Linked DNA regions of Mus musculus: region 2 is linked to region 1. A link is a contact called in public Hi-C data. All regions are on one chromosome and are shown on one strand. Each heading gives the region's core, a stretch centred on a gene start, on an enhancer-like site or on the middle of the called end of the contact. The rest is flanking DNA. Distances are from core to core; before and after follow the strand shown.

What was found. A called contact is a pair of places that touch in the nucleus more often than the background predicts.
Region 2: a Hi-C map of Th1 cells shows a contact between it and region 1, with 4 times the contacts expected there. The contact joins two enhancer-like sites. A contact is called at or near these places in 11 of 484 Hi-C or Micro-C datasets (DN3 thymocytes, LSK cells, Th1 cells and 7 more) and 4 of 115 datasets of contacts at active chromatin or transcription factors (CD8 T cells, T-cell acute lymphoblastic leukemia and microglia).

What each region holds. Positions count from the first base shown.
Region 1 is chr1:55,428,996-55,432,477 of GRCm38.p6, forward strand. The region is part of intron 1 of Plcl1 (phospholipase C-like 1); the gene reads left to right. Among named protein-coding and RNA genes, the nearest start is that of Plcl1, 25 kb to the left of the region's middle. Within about 2 kb of position 1,851, at least 19 of the 459 cell types and tissues checked have an H3K27ac peak or open chromatin away from gene starts, as enhancers often do. A contact at or near this core is called in Th1 cells, Th2 cells, adipose-derived mesenchymal stem cells and 1 more, where this site is marked.
Region 2 is chr1:55,527,002-55,530,483 of GRCm38.p6, forward strand. The region is part of intron 1 of Plcl1 (phospholipase C-like 1); the gene reads left to right. Among named protein-coding and RNA genes, the nearest start is that of Gm39642, 16 kb to the left of the region's middle. Within about 2 kb of position 1,965, at least 122 of the 459 cell types and tissues checked have an H3K27ac peak or open chromatin away from gene starts, as enhancers often do. A contact at or near this core is called in Th1 cells, Th2 cells, adipose-derived mesenchymal stem cells and 1 more, where this site is marked.

The DNA of each region.
Region 1 (3,482 bases), core at 601-3,100:
GATTACTATCTGGCTTAGAAAAATCACCAGTCAGTCACTCTTCAAGTTTGACATTGTTTTTTAAATTACCAACAGTGGTGCATTTGTTCTTAGGAACTTAGGTGGCTACAGAGTTTCCTTAAACTGTGACTTTTAGTCAGTGGAATATGGTGACTCACAGGGGCTGTTTTCTGTTCTTTATGTAGACAAATCTCTATGTTTTTATTATCCTAGGCTAACAAATGTGTTATTTGTAAAGTGGAGCATAAAATGTAACTTTGCTAACTTTTATGTCTGACATGACAGCCCTTCATAACTTGGGACTGAGTCATGTAGGCCGTGCTTAGAGATGGATAGAGAAAAGCTTGTCATGCTGATCTCAGCTGTGCTGTAATAATTGTGGTTGGAAAATCTATTCTAATTTGGAAGTAAATAGATCTTTGGAAAACAATCAGTGTTTCGGTGATATTCATATTAATGATGTTTTATTTAGTGAAGCAGCTTGCAAGAGATTCGCGGGTTCATTGGCTGATGTTGCTTTGTAATGGTGTCAACATTACATAGACACCTTCCTTATGCTGAAGTCTCTCAATGATCAAAATTACCTTTGAGTTCAAACTAAAATTTAGTGACACTAAAAAAGAAATGCTTAAAACATTTTGTTTATGCCCTTTATATTTTTAAATTGAACATTAAAATGTCAAGTTTCAAGTTTTCTTTTCTTTTTTATTTCAATATATATCTTTGATTAAATAAAATGGTATTTAACAGAGGCTTCAAAATTCTTAGTGCTTGGATGATTATACTTTAAAAATCAAGTACAGACAAAAATATTCATTCACGCTAATTTAGAAGTTTGAAGATTTATTTTTATGTGTGTGTGCTTGCCTGAGTTTATTTTTACCACATGCATGCAGTGTCCTTGGAAGCCAGAAGAGGGCATTGGAACCCCTGTAACTAGAGTTGGAGGTGGTTGTGAGCCACTACATGGGTGCTGGTTGTCCAACCCAAGTCTTCTACAAGAGCAATATGTGCTCTTAACTGTGAGTGATTATTCTGGTCCCTAAGGTGGAAGTTTAGATAAAATCTTGTTAAAATTCACAGGATTGTCATGTCCTGGAACTTTATTTAAAAATCCACATTGTGATGTTAAATGTGTATGTATGGGCAGAGAGTGAATTTGCTGTGACCAGTTTTATAAGTATGTGCATAGCTTCATCATTAAATATTCTAACCATCTCCAATTGTGTAAAAGCAGCTACTGAAAACATTCATGTCCTTTGAAGAAACATCAAGAACAGATGGGAACAGAGAGTCTTTGACTATCCTGAAACAGTTCTACAAATAGTTACGACTTCCTTTCAAAAGTTAGAAATTCTATTAAATCTATTTCCATTCTTCACAAGGGCTGCTAGCTGACTGTGTAATGACATGCCACGCAGCACAAAGCATGACCTCTGATGCTACTGCTATGGTGTGCTTGCTTAGTAGAGGAAGGAAAAGTAGCTAGTATTAGGAGAAGTGCTACACTTGGGTTGCCAGATGAAGTACAGGACGCAGAGTGAAACTTACATTTCATTTAAACAACACATAGTAGTTTAGTGTATGCCTCGTACAACTACTGTTCACTGTTTAAATAAAATTTAAATTTAACCAGTTATCCTATACTTCTGGTGAGTCTGCTGGCCCTCACCCTTTGCGGTTAGGTAGATAGTAAGTAACGGTGAAGGAATAGTTTTTTTTTTTTTCTGATGTATCAGAAACTCTCCTTAAAGTTCCTCAGGAATCAAATTGTGTCTTACTCACCCAGCTAATGAGTCATTTCTGGAGCTGACATTTGAATCTAGTCAGCCCCAAGAGCTCTGCTTTGATGTTGAAGTACCACAACTGCTGATTTCAAGTTCTGCTCTGAGCCAAAGTAGCAAACCATCCTGTGACTGGCATAAAGAGATGGAGACCAATGCAATAGAAGACTCAGAAGTAAACCTTTGCAGCCTCGGCCCCTGGATTGCCCACAAAGTTCCCAAAGCATGGTGGCAGGTCGCCTGGGTATCCATATGCAAAAAAAGTAAAACTAGATCTATAGTTCTCACTCTGCATAAAAAGCAATAATATAAAACGTATTGTTTTCTTAATGTAAAACTTGAAACTTTAGGATGGCTAGAGGAAAACGAAGGAAAAACACTTGAAGATGTAGGCATGGGCACAGTTTTGGAATGTTACTCTAGCTGTTCAGGAAATGATAACAAATTTATAATCAGGATTCCATGAAATTGGAAAAGCTTCTGCACAGCAAATGAAACAATTGCCAGAGAAACTCGACAGCCTACGGAACAGAAGAAAACGCCTTGCCAGCGTTTTAATCAATTGGAGGTTAAAAATCCATATTATATAAAAAAATTAAAAAGTAAAAAGCCATCCAAAAACTCAGTCAATAAATGGGCAAATAGATCAGACAGTTGCCAAAAGAAGAAGTACAAATTACCCATAAGTACAAAAAAAAAAAAAAAAAAAAAAACAAATCAACATCTTTAACCATCAAGGAAATACAAGCCGAAAGGACATGAAGATTCGTCTTGCTCTATTCAGAATGGTGATTACCAATGATACAACAAAAGCTGGACAGGATGTACAGAGCATGGTGATGGAACCCATGTTCACTGCTGGTGGCAATGTAAATTAGTTCAGCTACCGTGGGAGTCGGTAAGGTGATTTCACAAAAACCCGGAAATGGATCTGCCATATGATCCAGTTATACCACTCCTGTACATACACTGCAAGGAATCTACAGAGACACCAGGGTATCCTCTGCACTGTTATGGAATTAGCCTAGGTGCCCATCAACAGATGAATGAATAAAGACAGTGTATACACACACACACACACACACACAGTGGAGTGTTATTTGGTAACATTACTTGGCATGAAATTATGTAACTTTCAGGAAATTGGATGAAATTGGAGACTGGTTAACGTGAGTTAAGGGAAATAAACCAGGAATAGAAAGACAGATACTATCATTCCTTTTCATATGAGATCTGGATTAGAGAATGCATCCGTGAAAAGCAAAAGGTGAAGGTTTGAGAAGAGTCAGGGAGCAGCAGGAGGGAAGAGGGAGATAGATAGGAGAAGGTAATGAACGTGCGAGAACATGATCCAAGGCCATTGGAAACAAGTAAATAACATAAAAACAGCTAAAAATAAGAACAGTGCTCTCAAATGGTTCCTCATATACTGGGGTTTGTATTGTAAAAGTACAATCAATTCTATGTTCTATGTTCTCCAATATTCTTTACTATACTGGAGTTTTACATTCTAAAAATCATCAAATACATTTAAATTTTGCATTAAATAATTCATTTAGTAAACAATTGATTTTTTTTTCTTTTTTTATAGTCTGTTACTTTCTCTTTTTGGTTTTGTTCTTCCTCCTCTCCCATTGTCCTTCCCAGTTCTGCTGTCCTCCCTTGATGGATCTCTTCTGCCCAGATTGCTGCCTTCTC
Region 2 (3,482 bases), core at 715-3,214, 98 kb after region 1:
ACACACACACACACACACACACACACACACAGACAGACACACAGACACACCAGCTAATTTTGATATGACTGGGCACTTCTAAACCTCCCCACAGCTACCAAACACTCCCTTCTGGTATTCCTGACATAATATCTTTTAAAAATCTATATTTCATGTCTGCTACTCTAGACCCAGCCACTTTCCTGGATTCTCACATGCCTTGTGGGCCTTTAAGTTTCATCTTTCTGCTTCCCCATAGTGACGATTCTCTTCTCTCCCCCACTCTCCCTCTCTGTCTCTCTGCCCCCGTCTCCCTCTCCTTCTCCCGGTCCCCACAATCTAAAAATCCCACCCTGCCCTGTCTCCTTGCCCAGTCATTGGCTGTATGGCAGCTGGGGGGCAGGAACCTTTAGGTCTGGAAATGTGCTTTTGGGAGCTGAAATAAGACAAAACATTAGAACCAATTCCCAACACAGGAAAAGAGAGATGCGCACAGGATGCTGACCAGCTTCGGGGCTTGTGTAGATGGTTGAGGGTGCCCTCCACTGAAATAGCCAAAGTAGACAATATGCTCAGGAGAGAAAATTAGCCATGAGAATTTGGGCCACACAGGACATCTTTTTGGAGATTATAATTATTAGTAAATGCTAGGAATGACCAAATATGGAATAGGGATTTATTCCCCCACTGCTTAAAGTATGGATGAATCCCCATTGGGTAGTTAGCAGTTATTGTTTAAGTATTTTTTTGCGATGGAGAATGAATGCCCACTCTAGCTTTGCATGCTAGGGTAGTTTAGTTCCTTACAGACAATGAAGTCTGCTCCTAACCTCTGTCTGATGATCCTTTCTCTGCTAGGAGCTGTTCTGAAGTCCACCATTTCTCCCATGTGGTGGCCTTCAAGCCTCAGGAGAAACTGACTCTAAGTGTTGTTATTCTTAGCCTTCCTCCCAGGTCTTCATTTAATCCACTTGCAATGGCTAGACTTCCTGGTACATTTCCCTACAGATCAGCTGGAAGTAAATGCTAATTTAATTCCCTGAGCTGGGTTAATTAAGAGGATAAGTATTTCTTGACCACGTCTTCATTTAGTGACACTAGACACCTGATGTTAGGACAAAAAGATTATACTGTTCATTTGACATGTAGAAAAGGGATTTTTCTATAAAATGCTTTTTAAAAATTTATATCCCACTTAAAAATTACTAGATTTTAAAACAAGGTTTATGTAAAAGTGTGTTGCATTTTATTGAATAAGATATTCTTATAATTATTTTAAGAAAATTATCTCAATGTGGATAAATATGACTGCTTTTTTTTGAAAAAAAAAATGAAGTTAATGGTCATTTAAGACCATAAAATTATAGCAGTAAATTTATAGAAAATCCCAGTGGCCAATGGCCAACCCCCAACCAACGGGAAACTTCTGTCAATCCTCATATAGAAGATTATTTTATTTTGAGGTGCTGGGTATCAAACTAGGTCTTGTTCATGCTGGGCAGGTGCTCTACCAAGGGGCCACCCCGACCCGCTGTAAATCTTTCAAGGAAATGGAAATGACATGTATTTCCCACGGCTTCTATTCCAAAAGGTATGCACACATTTGCATAACTGGTCTCTCTCTCTCTCTCTCTCTCTCTCTCTCTCTCTTGCTCTCTCTCTTTTTCCTCTCAGAAACTGTTTTGAACTCAGAATGTGTTGTTTAGATCATGATTCATACGTCAGAGTCTTGCTTTAGGTACTTGGCAGAGCCAAGGAGTGTTTCCATATATAGCTGCAGAAACCTTTGTTGCCTCTTCTGGTTTGAGGAGGTATTATTCAAAGTTCATTCCTGAAGTTTTTCCCTTCCAGAAGCAGCAGCCATGGGCACTGAATCTATGTGCTGGAGGAAGTAAAGCTTGCTGTGTGCCCTGTGTCCTGAGCACCTGCTGAGTGTCCTCTATCACCCCTCAAGAATGCTCACACATCCATCTGTGGGTGACAGTTATTCATCTCTTCCGGCCCACTTCCTGCTCGTGGTCCCGGGAACCCTCAGAACAGCCTCTGCAGAGATGAATCAAGGCAGTGCCTAATTTCCTGAGTCATAGCCAGAGGCTCCCCAGTTACTCTGAGAATGGGATCTGTTTACCTCAGAGTTCCCTCTCTGGGAGGGTATTTGGAATTTTGGATGGTGGCCTGGAATTTTGGAGAGAGGAGTTCTCTTGGGAAAAGTTGTGCTGGTAGCAGTCAGCTTATACAGTTTATGCTGTCTGCCCTTTGCTAAGGGTCGTGTGATGTTGCAATTGTTTTTTGGGAAAAGGAGAAGTCCAGTTGATGTCGGTTCTGTCCAGTTGATGTCAGTTCTGATGTCAGTTCTTATACTTAAGGCTGGTTTTGTCACCTTCAGCCATTAGTGTCCAGAAGTAAGCTCTTCATGGTTGCTTTCCTCCTCTTTAATTACTGTCCTTGTCTAGCTCGTTTTCGAGTCAGGATGAGGCAGGCCTGTGCTTGACTCTTGGTGTTCTTTGGGATGTTTCCTTTGGGCTTGTTTTTGCCACCTGTAAAATGGGGTTAGTGATGTTTAGTGCACAGGGTTTTAGACGAGGATTAAACGGATTTGGTGATGTAATATACACAAAAGGGTTTAGCAGATCTCTTCAGGAAGGCAAGTGCTTTTGATCACAGCATCTTGGGCTTCATGTTGCTCAATTCTGGGTTCTATCCAACTGCAGCTTCAGATGTCCAGGCACTTATATTTAGGAACCCTTGCTTTGTTCCTCTGTACCCTCCTCAGAGACTATTTTAAGTTTGAAGTGGACTGTGTCATCCCTCTTGGGCAGCAACTAACATATTCAAGGAATGCCCCCTCCTCTCCAAGGGCTTTCCCAGTCACTGCTCAGCCCCACCACTGCTCGGAGAGCTTCTTCCTTTGACTATAAGGTCAGTGTTGTTGTTTGCAACCTCTGGTTTTGTTTTTATCTTTTCTCATGGGCTCTAAGTAGACAGTTGTTTGAAACCGATCCTTCACCCTGCTCATCTGAGTTCCCACAGTTCTGCACATTGAACCAAGTTATTTTATTCCCAGAAACCTGGAAAAAACTAATTTTTTTTGGCCTCTAATTCCCTTAAACATGAATTCCAGGTTAATCCAGGATTATTTTTAAAGAAGTACTTATTTTTACGTGCATGAGTATTCGCCTGCATGGATATTTGTGAATCACATTCATGCCTGGTACCTGAGGAGGATAGAAAAGAACATCTGGTACCCTGGAACTGGAGTTACAGGGCTCATGAGGCAGCATGTTCTCTTCAGACAAGGTTTCTCACTGAACCCAGAGCTAGGCTGGCAAGTCACTTTCCAGTGATACTCCTGCCTCTGCCCAGCCCCCTCCCATAGTGCCGGAGTCACAGGCATAAGCAAGCATTTGAACTCAGGTCCTCACTATTTGTAGTGAGTGCTGCCAGCTGCTGAACCATCTCCCCAACACCTAGGATCCTATGGTAGGGATTTCATTGTTTTTCTT